Regions from separate parts of the Mus musculus genome. Here region 2 is linked to region 1. Evidence: chromatin contacts called from public HiChIP or PLAC-seq data. All regions are on one chromosome and are shown on one strand. Each heading gives the region's core, a stretch centred on a gene start, on an enhancer-like site or on the middle of the called end of the contact. The rest is flanking DNA. Distances are from core to core; before and after follow the strand shown. Region 1 holds the start of Rps16 (ribosomal protein S16). Region 2 holds the start of Lrfn1 (leucine rich repeat and fibronectin type III domain containing 1).

Region 1 (5,624 bases), core at 2,203-4,702:
TTTTTAAAAATTATTATATTTGCCGAGTATGTTGGGTCATGCCCAATCCCGGCATTCTAGCATAGCACTTGAGAGATGGAGGCAGCTGGATCTCTGTGGCTTCAAGGCTAGTCTGGTCTACAAATGGAGTTCTAGGTCTGCCAGAAACACATAGTGAGGACCTGTCTCAAAAATATATATATATTATTGGGGCTGGAGAGATGGCTCAGTGGTTAGGAGCAGGAGCACGTGCTGCTCTTCCAGAGGTCCTGGGTTTAATTCCCAGCACCCACATGGCAGATCACGGCTGTCTGTAAGTCCAGTTCCACAGATGGATTCAGGCAAAGCGCTAATGCCTATAAAATAACCTATAAAATAAAAATAAAAAGATCTATCCATATCTATATCTATCTATCTACCTATCTATCTATTATTTTATTTTATGTGGATGGATGTTCTACCTGTATACATATCTATGTACCACATTTGTTCAGTGCCGCAGAGGCCAGAAGAAATTGTCTAATTCTCTGAACCTGAAATTACAGACAGTTAGTTATAAGGTTGGGGGCTAAGGCAGGAGCATCATTAGAAATTCCCAGCCAACTCAGAATATATAGCTGGTTTCCACAAACTGGGTATGATCGTGTAATCTCTGTAGCTAAGAGACAGAAGCAAGAGTATCAGGAATTCAAGGTCATATGTTGGAGGCCAGCCAGGCCAACAAAATATCCTGTTTCACAACACTCATAGAGTGTGCTGGAGAGAGATGGCTCAGCAGTTCAGAGATTGTATGGCTCATGTTCAGTTGTGACGTTCTGTTGGGAAGCTCACACTGACTGTAAATCCAGCGGATTTGATGCCTTCTTCCAACCTCTTTGGGTACCTGGGTACCTGACTTCTTTGGGTCTGTGTACACACACACACACACACACACACACACACACACACACACACACACACACACAGGAGAGGGGAAGGAGGGGAGAGGAGGGGAAGAGAGTGAGAGAGGGAGCATAAATCTTTTTGTTTGTTTTTTGAGACAGGGTTTCTCTGTGAGGCCCTGGCTATCCTCAAACTCAGAACTCCGCATGCCTCTGCCTCCCAAGTGCTGGGATTAAAGGCGTGCACTACCATGGCCTGGCTAGTAAAAGAAATCTTAAAACACACTCAAATGCCGGGCATGGTGGCCCAGCACTCTGGAGGCAGAGGCAGGCAGATTTCTGAGTTTGAGGCCAGCCTGGTCTACAAAGTGAGTTCCAGGACAGCCAGGACTATACAGAGAAACCCTGTCTCGAAAAACAAAAAACAAACAAACAAAAGGAAAAAGATGCGCCCTTTCCTTAAGACACTTAAAACTGGATGCAGAAGTACATACACATCTGTAGTCCCCGTACTGGGGAGGTGGAGGCAGGAGGATCAGGGATTCAAAGTCAGCTTCTCCTTAGCTATATTGTGACTTCCAGCCAGACTGGACTCCAAAAGAAATTGAGAGATGGAGCAGGGGAGTAGGGGGTGGGCTGTAAGGGAGTGGGTGGACAGAAGGACCCACCAGGGCAGGACAAAGAATTTTACTGCCATCTGCTGGAAGTTGACAAATATGAATCTATGATGTCCAGGACAAATATTGTGCTGTGTAGCCATCATATGTCTGCCCACCTCGGAGTTAGCCAGCCTAGAGAGAACACTCGCCAACGCACTCGGCACATTTAGAGTAGATCAGCACCTGGCGAAGAGCAAGCGCTGTTTAAGTGTGACTGTAATCAACATGATTATCACTTATGTGTCTGAAAGACGTTTATCTGCTGAAGATTGTGGTAGTGGGTCAGAAATCCAGAACATCAGCCCTACTGTTTCCTGTGAGCGTGTTCAAGCATGCATAACTGCTTGCACACAGAGCCCAGTGGTTTTCCCCTAACTTCCCAGCTCCAAGAAGGAGTTACCACTGCCAAGGCATGGTCACGCCAGTGTGGACAGTGCTATGCTTTGGTTTGGGCTGGCCTGGAGCACTGACCTTTAATCCAGAGATCCACTGTGTGTCTTCCATCTTATTACATTCAAGTGTGTGTCTGTGTATGCGCGTGCACATGTGGAGCTTGGAAGACAGCCTGCAGGAGTTTGTTCTCTCCTTCTACTCTGTGAGTCCCAGGAACCAAACTCGGGCCCTCAGGCTTGGGCATTTCGCTAGCTAGTTTCTTTTCTTTCTGAAGCAGGGTCACATGTAGCCCAGGCTGGCCAGATATTCATAATGAGGAGAGGATGGCGTCGGGATTCCTCCTGACCCTTCCTCCTCCTTCCAAGTGTTAGTGTTACAGGTGCACATGACCATACCTAGTCTTTTTGTTGACAACTCTGCCTTCCAAATGTCTCCACATCCCTTAATGTCCTCCACACCCTGTGCTGCAAGAGAAACTGAGGCAATCCTGAGAAGCTGTTGCCCAGTGACTTAGAACAATTCTGGGGTGGGTACTATGGAAAAGTTAAAAGCTGGTTTTCCTCAGGTTGGTAGGCTGGAGAATTCTGTGGAGTAAACACATAGAGCGGAGGGTTTAGAGGAGCATTACGGTCACTTGGAAGTTGGAAAGATGGTGGTTAAAAGCACTAACTGCTTTTCCTAGAGAGGACCTGAGTTTGGTTACAGGTACACAAGTTGGGTGTGGCTCAGACACCCTGTAACTACATTTCCAAGGAGATTGGAGGCCTCCCTCGGGAACCTGCCCTCGAAAAAAGTATTAAATCTTAAAACAAGGCTACTTGGAGGATTCTGGATAATGATCTAAGATAACTGCCCTGAAGACAGGTCCTGAGGGTAGTTCTCTAGGGGAGGGTCAAGCTGGGAGAACAATGTCCCTGGAGCAGTTGCTGGGGAGAGGAGCCACCAAAGAGGTAGTTAATTTTGGCAGCGAAAGCAGGCGAAGGCCCGAGTCTGTGAGGAAAAAAAACGTATATAAGGCACAACCAGAAGGCAAGAGAAGTTTATTTAGGAGAGCGCTGGAAAGGGCTTTTAAGGGGTCAGGTTTCCTGGGAAGAAGAGGAAGGCAATTCTGGTGAAAGGCTGATTCGCGACGGGGGATCGTAAGGGCTAGGAAAGAGGGTTCTGGAGGCAAGATTCTGAAAAGCCAGCTTGACTTAGCATAGTGGATGCGGGAAGACTCCGATGGGATGGGGATCCTGGGAAAGGGTGGGAGGAAGAGGGTGAGAATCGGCCTGGAGAAGCGCCGAAGGAGAGCATCGAAGAGCAGGAATGTCTATAAGAACTGGCCGAAAGTCAAGACCAAGGCTGCGGAAAAGCAATGGAAAAAGGAGGCCAGCCCCATCTTCCGAGTTCTGGACGGAGTCCCCACCCTCCGGGTCCCGCACAGCTCCGCCCCTTCCCCTCCGACACCGCCCCCTCCCTTGCCTGAAGGCGTTCCCGCCGCAATTCACACGTCCCCTCTCAGGCTTCGACGTCAGCCGTAAAGCCCGCTTCTGTCGTGACGTAGCACTCAATGCGCCTGCGCAGACCCTGAAAAATCGGCTGGGTTGGCCCCGCGCTTCCCTTTTCCGGTCGCGGCGCTGCGCGGTGTGGAGCTCGTGCTTGTGCTCGGAGCTATGCCGTCCAAGGGTCCGCTGCAGTCCGTGCAGGTCTTCGGACGCAAGGTGTGCCAGGGGCGGCATAGAAAGAGGTGGGGGTGGGGAGGGGGGTGAGAAGGCCCTGGCTGGGTGACATGATGAGCTGGGGCCCGCTGAGCCAGGGTCCCGCGCTCACACGGCCCCGCCGTCTCCCTCGCCCTTCACAGAAAACAGCCACGGCTGTGGCCCACTGCAAACGGGGAAATGGGCTCATCAAGGTGAACGGACGTCCCCTGGAGATGATCGAGCCGCGCACGCTGCAGTACAAGGTGTTGGGGTCGGGCATGGGCGTCCGGGTGGCGAGACGGAAGGGAAGGCCCCGGGATGATAGGGAGTTGAGGTGGGGGAAGGAGGATGGCTTACCTCGCGGTAGACCTTAACCTGGGCTCGGGAAAGATGAAGTCGGAGCTGGTAAAATACATGAAAACGTGGCCTATTCTATAACCTCGAAGCTCTCCAGATGCGAGGGGCCCGTGGCCAGGAGAATAGCACAGTGTATCCGACCTAATTGACGATTTCTGGTCTAGAAGTATGAGTTTACAGCTCATGTGTATACTCCTAGCTCCTTGGAGGATAGCATACTACGAGTTACGAATCCAAAGCGCCGCCGTTTAGGTCAGCATGGGGCTACAACGTGGAACCTTGAAAAATACAATAGGAGTCCTCTGAAGTCTAACATTGGTAGCACTTGTATGGGTTTTTGTTGAACTAGTGGGCAAAAACTGGAAAACAAGTGCAAGAACAAATCCTCTTTTGCAACCCAGAACTCATTGTTGTATGAGTTTTGGTACATGTAAGAAGGAATATCATACCTTGCAGACAATGCATTCTAATGGTAGTGTTGATGTTAATGCCACTAGACCCCCGTGCTTAGTCTAATCCAAGTCTGTCAGGTGACTAAAAAGGACAGTCTGTCAGTTTATTTGAACGATTGGTGTGTGTACCCTGTGTTGTGAATTGGGCCAACACCAGTGATGGAGGTGGCTCTAGGCCTGCCACTCGGGGAGCTTCTGGATAGACTGGTCCTAGGTATTGGACAAATTTGATCCAAAGAGAAGATGGAATGACCACTGTGAGAACAGTGGACCTGTCTGACCTTGCTTCCTGTTTGGGGAAGTTCATAGTTGCCTGTCACTCCATGATTCCAGCTCCTCGGTGTCTCAGGCCCTCTTCTGGTCTCTATGGGCACATATACATGGGACTCTGAGGGGCACAGGGATCCTAGGATAGGCTGCCTCCTTGATTCTGGTGATGGTGGGAACCACACAAAGGGAGATGATGAATGTCCATGGAGAGTGGTTAAGTCAGGGTATGACTTAACTCCCTAACCCCATATTTTCCCATTTCTCTAGTTACTGGAGCCTGTTTTGCTTCTGGGCAAGGAGCGATTTGCTGGTGTGGATATTCGGGTCCGTGTGAAGGGTGGTGGACATGTGGCCCAAATTTATGGTAAGTCTCAGGATCTAAGCCTATGGGTGTGAGGCAGCTCCTGGAAGGACTGGGTCTTCACTAAGCTTTTTGGTCATTGTGTCTTGCAGCCATCCGACAGTCCATCTCAAAGGCCCTGGTAGCTTATTACCAAAAATGTGAGTGAGAGCTGGTCTTTCATTTCATGGCGGGTGGGCTATGTGGTAGGACCAAACTAAAGGTCTTGTCTATTAATCTCCAGATGTGGATGAAGCCTCCAAGAAGGAGATCAAAGATATCCTCATCCAATACGATCGGACCCTGCTTGTAGCTGACCCCCGTCGCTGCGAATCCAAAAAGTTTGGAGGTCCTGGTGCCCGTGCCCGATACCAGAAATCCTACCGATAAGCCCATCTCAAGGATCGGGGTTTACCTTTGTAATAAACATCCTAGGATTTTAACGTTCCTGTTTTTGTGTTGGTCTCTTTTTGTAGTATTAGTGTGGTTGGACAGTGCAAGAAACTCCCTTAGTAAGTGGCACTAAGGAGTAATGGCTGCCTTCCAGAGCATTTGAGCTCTGTTTTTGTGTGTATACGCTTGCTTGCTTATTTATTTATTTATTTTTACTT
Region 2 (5,624 bases), core at 1,139-3,638, 100 kb after region 1:
GGGACTGGAATTACAGACAATTGTAAGCCACCACACATAGGTGCTGGGACTTGAACCTGGGTGCTCTGCAGTGGCAATCAGCACTCTTAACAAATGAGCCATTTCTGTAGCCCTGGTCTACCAGGTTTATGAGACAGAGTCTCTCACTGGGGCCTACGGCTAGCAGATTAGGCTACATGGGGTGGCCGAAAAGCTCCAGGGATCTACTTGTCTCAGCCTCCACAGAGCCTGGGTTGCTGGAGTGAGCCACCATCCCCCTGTGCTGCACAGCAAGCTCTCCACAGGCTCAGAGATCTCCCCAGTCCTTTTCTCCTGCTGTCTCCTCAGCCCTATACTCCCTTGCTCATGTGGAGATGGTGTCTGGAGAGTGTGGGCAGGCAGTCTGAGAGGGGAGACTAGGAGCATCCCCTGCTGCTCATCTGGGTTTGAATTGGACGATTGTCATCTGCATTGGTGAGCTGTCCTGGGGTTGGGGTGAGGGTCTCCCTATGGGGGGGGGGTCCCTAAGTGGAAAGTGTTTGAGACACTACAGATCTGGGGACTACAGTAAGGTAGATACTGAGAATTTTTCCTTTTTTTTTTTTCCGGTTCTTGCCACTGTGAGTTTTATTTTTTTTTGGGGGGGGGGAGTAAGGGTGGACACGGGAGCAGAGGCACCCAGCGCCACGCCTTGGAAAATTGAGGGAATCAAGGACTTGATTCCCGCTCACAGCCCTGCAGAAGGATGCCAGATCTGTCAAGATCAAGAAGAACAAGGATAATGTGAAGTTCAAGGTTCACTGTAGCCTTTACACCCTGGTGGCCACAGACAAGGAGAAGGCAGAGAAGCTGAAACAGTCCCTGTCCCCAGGTTTGGCAGTGAAGGAGCTGAACTGAACCAGATCTTTGCATTTGACTATTAAAAACTCTGAAAAACTCTATATATTTTGAGGGGAGGCCTTGCTGAGTTTGGGAGTTCATGTGTATGTCAGAAAGTGAAGGAACATGGCCTGAGACACCCAGTGGACTCTGAGAAAAGGGCAGGAGGTAGGCTCTGGGGTAGGAGTTAAACACTGAAGGTCCAAACAAGGAATAAGTAAGGTATTCAGGGATCTACAGGAGTGAGAGTGAGGAAGGGGTTGCAGGGGGCTGAAGGCAGCAGGACTGGTTGCTGGGAGTGAGGGGTGGAGTGGGGGTGGGTGAGGTGGGGGTGGGAAGAAACCTACAGCAAATGGTGGCAGAGGTAAACCAAGGAAGGGGTGCTCTGAAAGGGACAGAGGGAAAGTTCCAAGGTTCCCAAGAGTGTTAAAGGAAGACCTGAGGTATCATTGGAGAAATGAGGAAAGTTTAAGGGTTTCCCATAGGGAGAAGAGATGGTTGGCGTTCCTCAGACATTAGCCATGGCATACAATTGCTACTGGTGGACAGGGAACAGTTTAAAGTCCTTGATGGAGGGAAGACATTGCTGGGGTTGGATCAGTTTTTACTCTGGATGGCTATGAAACATGGCGTGGCTCCTCAGGGTTCACCAGTGAATCAAGCTATGGTAGGCTCTTTATGGACACTGACATATAGTCTGAGTCCTCCCTGGATTTCGGGGTGTGGTCTGTGGACCATCTATCTGAGCCTTGGGTATGATTTAGGATGACTGGGAGGTAGGTTGGTATCTGGATCCCCTGGGATGTTGTGATATGACCTGGGGGGTGCTTCTGGAATTAGAGGTATATGGTTTAGGGTTCCTGACAGGGTGTGCCTCCACCCCTGTCTGAAGTCACGAAAAAGAGTAGAACAGTTCCTGGTTCCAGGTGGCTCTCCAACATGGTCTGGGGCTTCAAAGACCCGCACTCTAAGGATGTGATGGAGAGAGCAGGGGTGTGTGTAGGGGGTCCAAGTAGCCGCTGGGGCGTGGTCTAGGGGACAGGGGTGGGGCCGGGGCGGGGGCTGGACCAGGGCGCTCTGCAGTGGAGAGGGGGTCTGCGGCGACCTGGGAGTGCGTGTGGCCGCCCCACCTCCGGTCCGCGCCCCCTCCCCCCCTTGCGGCGGCGACGCGGAGGGCGGAGCGCGGCGGCGCGCGGGAGGGCGGGCGGGAGGCGGGAGGCGGGCGGGAGGCGGCCCCGCGGCACCGCGCCCCCTCCCCCGACCCTCCCCCCACCATGGCGCGGCGCGAGGCGGCGGCGGCGGTGGGGCCGGGCCCCGGGCCCCCTCCCCCGGGCTGGGTGAGCGTGGCCCACGGCGGCCCCGGGGGCTCTTTGGAGGCGGCGGGCGGGGGCGCGGGGACGAGCGTGCCCGTGTGTCCGCGGCGCTGCGGCGGGGCCCGGCGTGCGCCGGCCCGCGGCCCTGTGTGTGCCGGGCGCCCCGCCGGTGTGGCCATCCGGGCGTGTGCGGGGCCGCGGTCGGCCGTGCGTGTGCATGTGTGCATGTGTGCGTGTGTGCGCGCGTGTGTCCCACACACTCCGGGGCGCCGGATCTGGGGGGCTGTGGCGCGCCCGTCCGAGGGGCTGTGTGCAGGTGTGTGCGGGGGCTGCGCGCCCAGGTGTGCGGGGGGTGGGGGGGCCCAGCGGGCCTTTGCGCGCGTGCGGCTGGCAGCGTTGGGGGTCTGTGTCCGGCTGGGTTGGATGTCCATGCGAGGGGCTGCGGTGCCGGGTGTGTTCGCTCGGGTGTGTGTGTATGTGTATGTCTCTGTGTGTGTCCGTGTGTGTGTTGTGTGCGGTTTGGATGTCTCCAAGGGTGTGTGTGTGTGTGTGTGTGTCTGTGTCAGGTATCCTGCTGGGGTGGGGGCTGAGGCTCAGCGCATAGTGGGGCCAGGTCTCCGAATAGATGGGGGGGGGGGGACTTGGCTGATCCCTCGGTACATGTCAACTGGAGGGGGGGGGTCCTCAGTGATCCTTGGGGGAGACGGCCATGTCTTTCTCCTCTTCTCCGTGGTTGGTTGGGGAGGGGGGATGGGAGGCCGGGAGGTGGACAGATGGAGGAATGAGAGGCCGAGGGATGGACAGATGGGCCCTGGGGTGGGGGCTGAGGGTTGGAGAGTGGAGGGTGGGGTTGAAGACCTGGCCCTTCCCACCCCACCCCACCCTAACTCCCCCACCTGCCGGGCATCTGCAGATAGCGCCCCAGTTGCCTATATCTTGATGGTAAGGCTGGGGAAACTCTGGGGGTTCCTGGTGGCAGAATCTTGTTGGAACCCGGCTTTGGGACTCAACCCCTTCCTGATGGAATCCCACCTGCTGAACTATATGACCTTTGGCCCTGGCTTGTGCCCGATTCTTTTTGGAGAAGGGTGTAACAGGGACTGGAAGGGGTGTTAGAATGTATTTGGCCTGGGAAGTAGGTGGGGCAGGAGAGCCAGGGCCATGAGGGATGGGTAGCAGTGACTGAGTGTGAAGCTAGCTGTTCTGTTGACTGCTCTGGGCTTTGGTATTTTGTGTGCATTTACAAGTGTGTTGGTTCCTCATGGGACTGTGGCCTGAGTGTATCTGCCATGGGTGAGCCTCTTAGAGTGCTTACAAAGTGCCAGTGTGCTTGTTCATGGCTTCCTGCTTTGTCAGTGTGTGTTCGTGCCAGGGGTTCTGTGTACATGTGTGAGGCGTGCACTGACTGTGCACGCGTGTGTCTGTTGGTGCTTTATCTGCTCTATGACTACCCAGTGGGAATATGTGAAGTTGCACGAATGTGTTTAGGTGTGTAAGAGTGTGCACCTATGTATCTTTCATTGTGCAGGTGAGTCTTATATGTGTGAGCCACTGTGTGTTGACAAGTGTGCAAAGGCTATATAGACGTAGCTGTCTGGTTGTCTATTAAGGGGCATGTGGGCTTTTCTGTAGCTGTACATCTGTGAGTGTGCAACGGATAGCCTGTGTGTATGTGTATATGAGTGTTGTATGCAGATATGCCAGCCTTGAGGGTGTGTGTCTATCTTGGGAGTCCTTTCCTACTTTAGTCTCTGGGGACCAGGTTCTGTATGTTTAGGCCTGTATCTCTGCAAGATACATGTGTACCTGTGCCTTGGGCACAAGATTGACCCTAATTCTGGGTCTAGTGAGTGTGATCTGTAGCACACCAAGGCGTAGTGTGTGGTCCTGGAACACAAATGTGACTGTCTCCTGGGCTCAGTGTCCTGAAGGGTATGGAGCACCCAGACTGGGCTGGTGTTCCCTGGGCGAGCTCGGGTTCGGACTCACATAGATCGGGATGGATCCCCCAGTGTAAATGTGGACAGAAAGGAGATGGTAGGAACCCTAGTGCTTCTGGACTCTGGATACCACTCATGTCTTTGAAGTTTGGGAGCCCAGATGAAAACTCTTAAGTTCTAAAAGAAAAGATGTCTGGCCCATATTTCTGAGTCTCAAAAAGAGAAGGCTGGGAATTTGAATTCTAGAGCTGCTAAGAAGAGTGGGTAAATTCCATAGTCAGGAGCCAGTGCAGGAGGGATAAGGTTTCAGAGATCCTGAGACCTCAGAGGGCAAAGCTCACATGCAGGACCCTGAGACGCAGTCACTTAAGGTCTAGACATGACTTTTAGATCCCTCTGAGAGTATGATGATCCTACAGCAGGAGGCCTGAGAAAGTAATCGCTGTAAGGATTCCCTTGGCTTAGATGATCTCCAAGGTAGCTTTTGGTGACTAGAAAAGAGCTCGAAGATGCTAACTGGTTTTGTTCTTTTGCAGGTACCGGCCCAGGCCCTGACTCCTTGAAGAGAGGTGAGTATACTACCTTGGGTTGGGGAAGAGATATGGGGTAAGAGCACTGGTTGTGAGCCAGCCCAGGCCCAGAGCTCTACCTAAGTGGACCCAAGTGCAGGATACCACAGTGTCTGGGGAGGCAGGTGGCCACTCCCAGTGAAAAGTGGAAATGAGCCTATGAGAATTGGAGTTGGGTAAGCGTTCATTTCATGGTGGTCAGGGGGCTCAGAGGGACCCATATGTCAGGATGTGACATCTCTCAAGATAGGTAAAATGATCAGGAAAGTGGAGTCCCTTTATATCAGCAAGGCTCCATGAACTTTTCTCGGCGTGAAATAACCCCAATGAATGGGGGAATATAGCTCATTTGTAGAGCACTTGCCTAGAATCCATCAGTGAGGGACTTGGGGTGTGGCTTAGCCATAAAGTATTTGCTTAGAATGCACAAGGCTCTGTGTTCCACCCCCAGCATCACAAACACACACACACACACACACACACAATATGTTAGCATCATCTAACATTGATGTAGCATTTATGTAGTCTAAAGCTAACCTAAGCACATTACAAAATATTCTCAGTAAGCCCTCTTCAAAGTGCGGTGAGGTTACCAGGGGCCATCATTGTCATGGGAGATACAGAGGGGGATGCTGCTTCACCCAAAGCCATGCACACCTGGGCCTTCCAGTGTGGCCTCTGGCAGAGGGATGGGGTCTGACCCGTGGTGTTATGATACCTTTGGGTAAGCTCAGGATGTTTTCTTTGCAGCTGTGCAAGGAGAAAGTCTTAGAACAGGGTTTTGGGTCCTAGAGACCCCAAGCAAGCAGATGCCCTACCAGGGCTCCTAATGAGTTAGAGGCTCAACTTCCAGACTGGGGTTTCTAGTTAGTACAGAACAGTAACCTAGAGGGATAGGAAAGTGGAATCTGGGTGGGGGTGCTCAGAGATGTGCTGCCCTGGCC

What was found. HiChIP or PLAC-seq counts read pairs in DNA pulled down with a chosen protein or histone mark.
Region 2: a contact with region 1 is called in an H3K27ac HiChIP or PLAC-seq map of microglia, with 7 times the contacts expected there. The contact joins the promoter of Lrfn1 here to the promoter of Rps16 in region 1. A contact is called at or near these places in 2 of 39 promoter capture datasets (liver and pre-B cells), 2 of 484 Hi-C or Micro-C datasets (CD4 T cells and Th17 cells), 4 of 115 datasets of contacts at active chromatin or transcription factors (the HPC-7 cell line, embryonic stem cells and microglia) and 3 of 9 other capture datasets (adipose tissue, liver and pancreatic islet).

The regions. Positions count from the first base shown.
Region 1 is chr7:28,347,237-28,352,860 of GRCm38.p6, forward strand. Rps16 (ribosomal protein S16) reads left to right here and starts at 3,453. Exons shown (of 5, transcript NM_013647.2): 1 at 3,453-3,615; 2 at 3,756-3,857; 3 at 4,941-5,037; 4 at 5,127-5,174; 5 at 5,258-5,462. The coding sequence starts at 3,568. The coding sequence ends at 5,403. It overlaps AF357399 (snoRNA AF357399), which reads left to right and starts at 4,304; the gene lies at 4,304-4,397.
Region 2 is chr7:28,449,850-28,455,473 of GRCm38.p6, forward strand. Lrfn1 (leucine rich repeat and fibronectin type III domain containing 1) reads left to right here and starts at 2,389. Exons shown (of 5, transcript NM_001141921.1): 1 at 2,389-2,487; 2 at 4,648-4,680.